Linked DNA regions of Mus musculus: region 1 is linked to region 2. A link is a contact called in public Hi-C data. All regions are on one chromosome and are shown on one strand. Each heading gives the region's core, a stretch centred on a gene start, on an enhancer-like site or on the middle of the called end of the contact. The rest is flanking DNA. Distances are from core to core; before and after follow the strand shown. Region 1 has its middle 440 kb from the start of Gm25020. Region 2 has its middle 410 kb from the start of Gm31711.

What was found. A called contact is a pair of places that touch in the nucleus more often than the background predicts.
Region 1: a Hi-C map of embryonic fibroblasts shows a contact between it and region 2, with 4 times the contacts expected there. The contact joins two enhancer-like sites. A contact is called at or near these places in 15 of 484 Hi-C or Micro-C datasets (the C2C12 cell line, adipose-derived mesenchymal stem cells, cerebral cortex and 10 more) and 1 of 115 datasets of contacts at active chromatin or transcription factors (fibro-adipogenic progenitors).

Annotation. Positions count from the first base shown.
Region 1 is chr13:16,759,968-16,763,974 of GRCm38.p6, reverse strand. No RefSeq gene overlaps it. Among named protein-coding and RNA genes, the nearest start is that of Gm25020, 440 kb to the left of the region's middle. Within about 2 kb of position 2,309, at least 76 of the 459 cell types and tissues checked have an H3K27ac peak or open chromatin away from gene starts, as enhancers often do. A contact at or near this core is called in the C2C12 cell line, adipose-derived mesenchymal stem cells, embryonic fibroblasts and 4 more, where this site is marked.
Region 2 is chr13:16,668,967-16,673,533 of GRCm38.p6, reverse strand. No RefSeq gene overlaps it. Among named protein-coding and RNA genes, the nearest start is that of Gm31711, 410 kb to the right of the region's middle. Within about 2 kb of position 2,608, at least 35 of the 459 cell types and tissues checked have an H3K27ac peak or open chromatin away from gene starts, as enhancers often do. A contact at or near this core is called in the C2C12 cell line, adipose-derived mesenchymal stem cells, embryonic fibroblasts and 4 more, where this site is marked.

The DNA.
Region 1 (4,007 bases), core at 1,060-3,559, 91 kb before region 2:
GCTGCTACTAAAGGCCACTAGGTGGAGCCACCCAAGAGCAAGTCAGATCGTTTACCTTCAGATTGTTGCTCAGATACAGGTAGGCTACAAGAAGCAGGATGTTGGCAACCCAAAAAGAAAAAAAAAAAAAAAAAAAAGAGAAAAAAGGAGAGAAAGAAAGAAAGAAAAAATGAGTTGTTATAAATACACAAACAGATGGCTAGGGAAAGAAATAGGGTTGCACTTAAAGCATATATTTGAGTAAGCAACTAAAACAAAGAGCATTTATATCCAAGGAGACTGTTAATTTGATAGGCAAGCAACAAGAGCCAATGCAAATTTCCTCTGCTGGAAAGCTAGAGGAATTAGAAATCATGCCTATGTTCTCTCAAAACCATTCTACACTCTGAAGCTACTAAATCCATGGATCAGGTAAACATTTGAACTCTGGTGTGTGTGTGTGTGTGTGTGTGTGTGTGTGTGTGTGTGTGTGTGTTGGACACCCTTTCCATACCTCCAACACAGGTAATGGATATGCTGAGCTGTAACTGAGTAAGGTTCATATCCCTTCCCTACACCCAGTCCTGCCTAACTTATAATTTGATAGCTATCTTGCTAGCTGCCAACTCTGTCCAAGATCAACACATGAAACCACCTACTGTTCCCAGGAATGTGGCTTCATAAGGAGGCAATCCCAGGTATCACTCTGTTGCAACCCCTTCACTCCAGGTGGCTGAAACAGAACTGCTGGTTTTTCTTATGGCTCTTTCCCTCTGAGCAGTGATGTAATGCAATTGAAATCTTTGCCCGTTTATTGTCCTATCGCCCATAGCCCTGTGACTCTCTGGTATCCTGAGAAAGGATTGGATTCAATTAAAAATAAAAGCCAAGTCTTATCATTAGCATGTCATTTGCGTCTATTTTCTAGGTTTGACTCGCCCATACTCGGGTATCTTTAGTCTTTCTCTTGCTTCCTGGATCCCCCACTGAAGCCATATGTATCTGCTTGTAGCCAGTGCAACTGAGCTCCCCAAACACAGATTCCCATGAAAACTGAACAAAAGAGGAGGGGAGAGGCAGAGCATGTTAAATGTCTCATTAGGCCTTCTGTCTGATTCTCATTAGATTCGCTGACTGCTTCTCATTAGGCCCATTGCCTCGACTTCTTTCAGGCCCTGAATATGTAGGCCAGTGCTTATTGTCATGGTTGGTCGAGAAGATCTATTTCATTTATTCATAAATTGAATGTGGCTTCTGAAAAGTCCCAGGCAGTTTCTTTTGGCAGTGTTAAGGCAGGCTTATTGTTGTTATTTGTTATTTTTCGAGTCGTCCTAGGCAGGGTGGGCAGAAGTAATAACTTAAAAGACGCAGCCGAAAACTTCAAACACTGCTTCAGAATTAGGGCACTGGGGAATCATCATCGCAGCCAAAAGGCCAGCCTCCCGTGTGGACATGTGCAACAGGGCCTCATGAACCAAGTCATCAATACTGCAGTGCTCAGCAAGTACACAGCACGGGGATAAGGAGAATGCAGGGGAAGAGTGGGGCCTGGACATGACTAAGCTGCAATCCCCGTCCTTCTGACCATTGCAGAGCATGCACACAGTGTTGAAAAAAGAGGCAAATAACAGCATTAATAAACTGCTGTACTGTTTAACACTCTGCAAGATATGCACATGCAGCATTAGCATATTGTAAAGACATCAGTTCCATGTCAGTATTCAGCACAGCCGAACAAGTGGCTGCTGGAGAAATCTCTCATGAGATAGCAGGTGGTTCACAGAACTTAGAACTGATTACATGCTGGTCATGATAGAGTGGACATCACTTTGGAGTCTCATGGGAGAGACATGTTTCCAGTAATGCAAAAAAGACTAAAGAGCCTTTCCCAAGAGTGTAAAAAAAAAAATCAGTTTTACATGTTTTCTCTACTCTTGATTTCCTCCTTAATGTTGGCTTCCTATTTTGGGTGAACACGGTGTGTATCCAACCTTTACTCTGAGAGCCATTTGATGCACCAAATCAGAGACTGTTTCCTCCCAAAGTTGTCTTTCCCCAGACTTGGAAGGCTGAAGGTAGAACTTTAATAACCCTCAGAAAGCAGATGTTTTTCTTTCAACTAAATGTCTGAAGTGAAGTGTGTTTAATATGGCTTTATACAGGAAAGTCAAACTGCTCAAAAGAATATTTTTGTAAGAGTAGACATCAATACAAGATTTGAACTTTCTTTCTGTTCCATTTCTCCACCCAGAGGCAAGAGAAGAGATGTCTCCATATATGGCCTTCTCCTCTATCAGGAAGCCGGGCAAGTCCTCCCCAAGGAGGAAGGACCATGACTCACTAACAAGGCCAGGGTGGGGTCCCTGTCAGATACATTCCAGCTGCTGCATAAGCTGGAAAGGCATGATCACTTCTTTGTGGCTTTTGTTCAAGTATGCAGTGTCCTACTCGGAAGATGGCACTGGAGTCACGTGTTCTGTGCCTTTGGAAGAATGTTTTACTTAGCATACAACTATATCAATGGAGTCATGTCTTTCTGTATGCTGCCTTTGTGCCAGGCTAAATGGTCAGCGTTTAAAGGGACAACATGGACAGTGGAAATTAGCACCTATTGTTAGGATAGGGCGTGGTCATTCCAAAGATGCTTGTCTGAATCCTCCCCTACTCACAGTACCGACTTCTAAGAAAGCTTCAGCATAGTTGGTGAGCTGCCCTCACTCTGGGGGAAAATTTTTGGAGGACTTGACCTCTGAACATGCCAAGATATGTGTACAGTCTATTGCAATGTTCATTCACAATATTCACAAACAAAACCTGTTTGCCTTTCAAGTAGCTCCACGAATGTACTATGTTAAGTGCTGGTAAGATGACAGGCCTTTGTGCATTCATGAGGCATGCTTATTGGTGCCTCTGAGCCATGGTTGTGAGGATGAAATAAAAATTTGGCTCCAAAGACTTTAGCAGAAAACCCAGTTCAGAGGCAGGCTAGAACAATGGGCTGAAAATGATCTTGGTCTTTCAAGTATCCAAACTTTCAGGGTAAGAACCTGATCTCCCAGAAAGTATTTCCTTCATTGCCAACTGTAGAGAATCACTGAGAAACTAATTAAAGAATTTGAATCTCATTCCCTCTTTAGTTAGCTGACCCTCGACCAGGGGCAAGATTCCAAACAAAGGCACTCTGAGCCAACAAGATATAGAATGAGGCTCATCAGCGTACACAGGCTGTATGCTCTTGGTCTCCTCTTTCAAAGAGTTACCTAAGTGCAAACTACCCTACCTGTTTTTTGTTTTTTGTTTTTTTGTTTTTTTTTGTTTTTTTGTTTTTTTTTTTAAACAAGGAAGAGCCATCAGAAATAATCAAGTTTGAAGTTCCTGAAAGTTATTCATTTATTGGATTCGACTTCCTACCCTTGCCTTGAATTCCAGGAGCCAGTTCAAGACAGTGAGTTCTCACGGAAAATTAAGTACATTTGCAAAGGTGCTTAGAGAAATATTCTTGTTTCAGGTTTCAGACTCTCAAGAGGATAGTAGTCATTGATTTCCAGCCTTAAAACAATGATAAAGACTTCCAGATATGAATGGGCTTCTATGGAACCTAGCCAGTCTCCCTGAGAGCCTCCTGTTGTAAAATGTTTGGTTTTATTCTGGATACCCACCCTCTCTTCCTTTAGTTCTCCTCCACTTTTTAAGGTCACCTCACTTGGCAGCCACCCTGGTGATCACACAGAATGGCATTTATTGACTGAATAGTTGCCTTATTGAAGAGTAACTACTTTAAGATTGTGAAATTATTTCTGAAAGTTACATGATTATCTACTGAAGCAAATACCTCTGTGATAACATATATATTTATTAGTCAGATATGCAGTAGTCATAAACCTAGAGAAGAGGGGCCCTGTGGGATCTCCAGAAAGAAGTACATTTTACTGATATCAAAAGGTATTAGGCTTACAGATTCAAATTAATTTTAAAACTAATGAGAAGAAACAAATATTAGTTTAGTTTAAAACACATTTTATTTCTTT
Region 2 (4,567 bases), core at 1,359-3,858:
AGTGATGACAGCTATTGCTCAGCAATATACACACCACCTTTGGCACTATGATGACTGGGTTAGCAAGAAGCTAGGCAGTTTCCAGTCTAATTCTAGCTTGATCTTCTGATAACCTGCTGGGACCTCAGAGACCTTCCTAGCGAGCATGTAGACTGATAGTTTACTCTTGGCACTGGTGTTTTTATTTAATAGTGTGTTTTCTGTAATATTTTTGTCACTGTCTTTTTGCTACTATGTTTTCTAGAAAGACCATAAATAATTTATATCTTTATAAATAGGCAAGGTAGCTTTTTATATGCTGGACCCTTTCAAGCATTTATACCAATTCTCCATGATGTCTTCTATTAGAGTTTATATTTTCATACTCTAGCACTGATTCATATGGAAAATGGTGTTCATAGACTTCTCCCATGGTAATTTGAGAGTCTCAATATCTTCATACTTCTCTCTTCAGTTTCAGAGGTTTTTCTCCATGAAATCTGACATTGGAGAGATCTAAGAACTGATGTGTTAGAAGTTTTCTCAGTTTCTTTGCCAAATGGCTTGATAGCTTCCAATTCTTTCTGTGATGGGACAGAGACCAGAAGCCTCATGCATTTGAAACTACATCTCAAACAGAAAAGATGTTTACTTTGCTCTATTATGGGGAAGAAGTATGTACATTTAATTGAAATGATGACAAGGTCTGGAAATTAGACTAGTTTTCCACTTGGGCTTATAGACTAATAATGCTGAGTTTTGTTTCTTTTACCCCCTGAGATTTGTTCTTTATCTTTACCCATTGTGGTGTCTCATGCTATGGACTGTATCAGTTCTTGGACTGTTGGTAACATTTGGGAAATGAAACACTCTAGTGCGTCATCAAGAGATGAAGAGAGAGTTTGTATGAGAGAAAATCTTTTGGGTTTGTGTGGGATATCTCTTTTCAACATTTTCTCTGCTTTGATGCTTGAATTCTATGTTTAGGTGGCCCTGATTCCACATGCTGGCCCAAAGCTAATGGGAGGTAATGGCTTTCTTTTAGTGGCAGTCCATGGATAACTCAACATCCTCACTTCCTTTACTCACCCCGAAAATAGTTTCTTCACGGACTTCTATTTAATAATGGAATGGACATCAAATTACTTACAAGTCAAAACTATCTATGTGTAGCATGTCTGTTCTCTAGAGCTTCAATGTGTAATAAATAGCTCCTTTTTTGTTTTATCGAAGCAGCTCACATGTGGTGTTACACATCTGCATATTCAAATATTAATTTAAAAGATATTCACTTACAGATAATGTTTGAAGTTATCATGTCAGATGAAATTATGAAGAGAGAGACTGTTAATAGAAAACAAGGGGACTGGAGAGAGTACTCAAAAGTTAGGAGTACTTGCTGCTCTGGCAAAGGACCAAGTTCAGTTCTGAGCACCCACACCAGGTAGCAGCCATTGTCCTATAACTTCAGCTCTAGAGAATTTAACACTGTTTTTTAACCTCTGCAGGTGCACGTGCACATACACACACACACACACACACACACACACACACACGAAGAAAATGTAAATATAATATTGCTAAGGTCTAAACCTTAAAGTCCATCATTGAAATCATGTAAAGAAAAGTAATCAACATAGAAATTAAGGAGGAAAATACAGAAGACAACAAATCTCAAGGGGTATGCTGTTACGAAAGCCACAGAGTATAGCTAAGAGAAACACTGCCAGGAGGTGGGTGAGAGAGGACAGAGAGAGGAAGTGTCAGAGCTTTGCCCACTCCAATCACTACATTTACTTTTCTTGCAAAGTTAAGGCCACTAGAGGAGTATATTATTGAAAAGATGGTCATCATAAAACATGTGTGGGAGGAGACATTGGTGTTGATGAGCTCTATGGAAATGGCATTTACAGGCCATCCTTTGAATTGTGCCTGAAGTTTGTAAGCACATTTAAGGAGAGATCTGTACATTGCCACTGAGTATACATGGTATGGTCTCCTGCCTTTGGAGACAGTTATATTTTTGTTGAGTTGTTCTAAATATAGAGAAAAAAGATGGAGGATGATTGCTTGGAAGAAAAGAAGCATTTAAAACTGGATTCCTTCTGAATACTTTTACCCAATAAAGGACATTTGTAGGAAGGTGATGAAAGTACAGAATTAATTCTCTACATAAAAGACAAGTGATGAAATTTAGGATGCTATGGAAATACAAATGGAAATGTACCCTGATTACTAGTTAATTAAATTCCATGTGAAGAAATGTCAAATAATGAGGATGGGGTTAAACTTCTCGAAGTTATAAACTATATATAACTAGCTACATTATGACTTGAAAATAACTCCCCTAGTCTCCAGCACAGATTGAGAATAAACAGTTTAAGGAAAAGATGAGGAATCAGAAAAAGTCTGAATGAACATAAATGGAAGGAAATTACTGCAGGTGTCTATAAGAAATTAATGAGGTACATAAATTGTGGTCTATGTTTCTTGTCACAATTTGATAAAAAAAATGTGTGTGGAGATGGCAAAGAGTGAAAAAAAAATGGGCCTGAGATCTGCAAAGCATTCAGTCAGGTCAGAAAGAGTCCAGCATTTCTTTGCTGTGAATGCTGCCAAAGAATGATGTCATCCACAGCACACAGCACATGGAGGTGGGAAGGGGGTCAGAAGACCATGTAATTACAATGCCTGAGGTGAAAGGCTGAGGTGATTGGTTTTAATTGGGATTGCCTGATCTTTTTAGAACTTCTGTGGCATTTTGTTTTATGCCCCCTGTCACCTCCCATCCCTATCTGGGGGCTAGAGTTTAATACCTGGGGTTTTTTTTTTTTGTTTTTTTTTTTTGTTTTTTTTGTTTTTGTTTTTGTTTTTTTTTTTTTTTCTGTGATCATCCATGCTGTATTTACTCTGTTCACTGTCTAGTTCCATAAGCATAGAAAGTCTGTATTAGTCATCTTAATGTCTACCACGTCATTCCCCAGGCTCTTAAATGTGGAAGAAAATCAGTAGACACTCAAGGCTAATCCTTCACCAAAATACAAGTAGTTTTTCACCCAAACAGGGTTTTGGACGGCCTGGAAAAAGCCACTTGAGGTTTGGAATGTGCTGAGCCTACATTCTTTGGACGCCAAAAAGGTGCAAGATCAGACTATTTTGGTCACTGCTCAACATCTAGTCATTATTATAAGACATCCATTTATAAAGATAACTTTCTAAATTTTCATTTTGAGTATCTGCTTTAGAGGTGTGTGTCATTGTGGCTAACCAGTATTCCTATGACTGATGACTACTGCTATTCCGTGTGTGTGTTTGTGTGACCGTGGAGGCCAGCCCACAGACTGCCTCTTGGGTGCATTTAAAAAGTAATGCCTCTGAAGACAAGAAAGAACTTGTTCAAAATTGCAATGAAATGATATCCCAGTGCAAACACATGTCTTGTGCTTTAAAGCTCTTTAAAAATACCAACAAAGAAATCATTTATTGTACTCTCTACACATAGTTACCAGAGTTGCTGACATATAATACTCCAAAGAATCTTGAGTTGTTCTCAAACAACATGAAAACTACTAAATTCATAGAAGTTTAGTCTTTTGGTATAAAATTAAAAGTTAAATAAAGGAAAGCTGGCATCCAAAGCAAAGTTTTATGATTCTAAATTATCTACTGTATTCATCCATTTATAACAATGTGTATAGTAAGTATTTGATAAAGTATCATTGAAATAAATTCAGTAATCCAAATGAAAATCAGCATGTGAAAATTATGTCCAAAAAATGAGACAAAACACAAAATGTAGACAAAACCCACTTTGTTTTGTCTCCTTCCTTTTCAGGATATAGAGTGTTAGTAGACTTTTCTGATTATCAACACTTTACTACTCAAACAGATAGACAGCTCTAAGAACAAGTTAAAATGGAAACCTGTCAATTGATAAAGTAGTATGTCCAAAAGCAGACAATATATGTCATTTAAATTTTCATTTCAAGGGTAGATTACTCCACTCCTTCTTAGTCAAAGCCTATTTTGGGAAGGCACCCACCATCTGGCAAGAGGTATGTTTAGCTTCTCTCCTTCTCCCCAAGTTTTTATTTCACTAGTGTGCTATAGCCAGCTGGCCCGTTCCCACTTACTGTTCTCAGATGGTCTTTTCCATGTCCAGTTTCTTCTGATGGATTCCCTTTCTTCTGAATACCCTCTCTCTTGAGGTAGATTTAAATAGCTCTAGATTCTATTCTTTTATATAATCCAGGGGAAAGGAACCCCTCCCCCATGCAACAATATGAACTAACCAGTACCCCCGGAGCTCATGTCTCTAGCTGCATATGTAGCAGAAGATGGCCTAGTTGCCCATCATTGGGAGGAGAGGCCCCTTGGTCTTGCAACTTTATATGCCCCAGTACAGGGGAACGCCAGGGCCAAGAAGTGGGAGTGGGTGGGTAGGGGAGCAGGGAAGGGGGAGGGTATAGGGAACTTTCGGGATAGCATTTGAAATGTAAATAAAGAAAATATCTAATAAAAAAGGCAAAAAAAAATAATTACTTCTTAATGCAGTACTCTAGTCTCTGTCCTGCCACAGACCACAGCA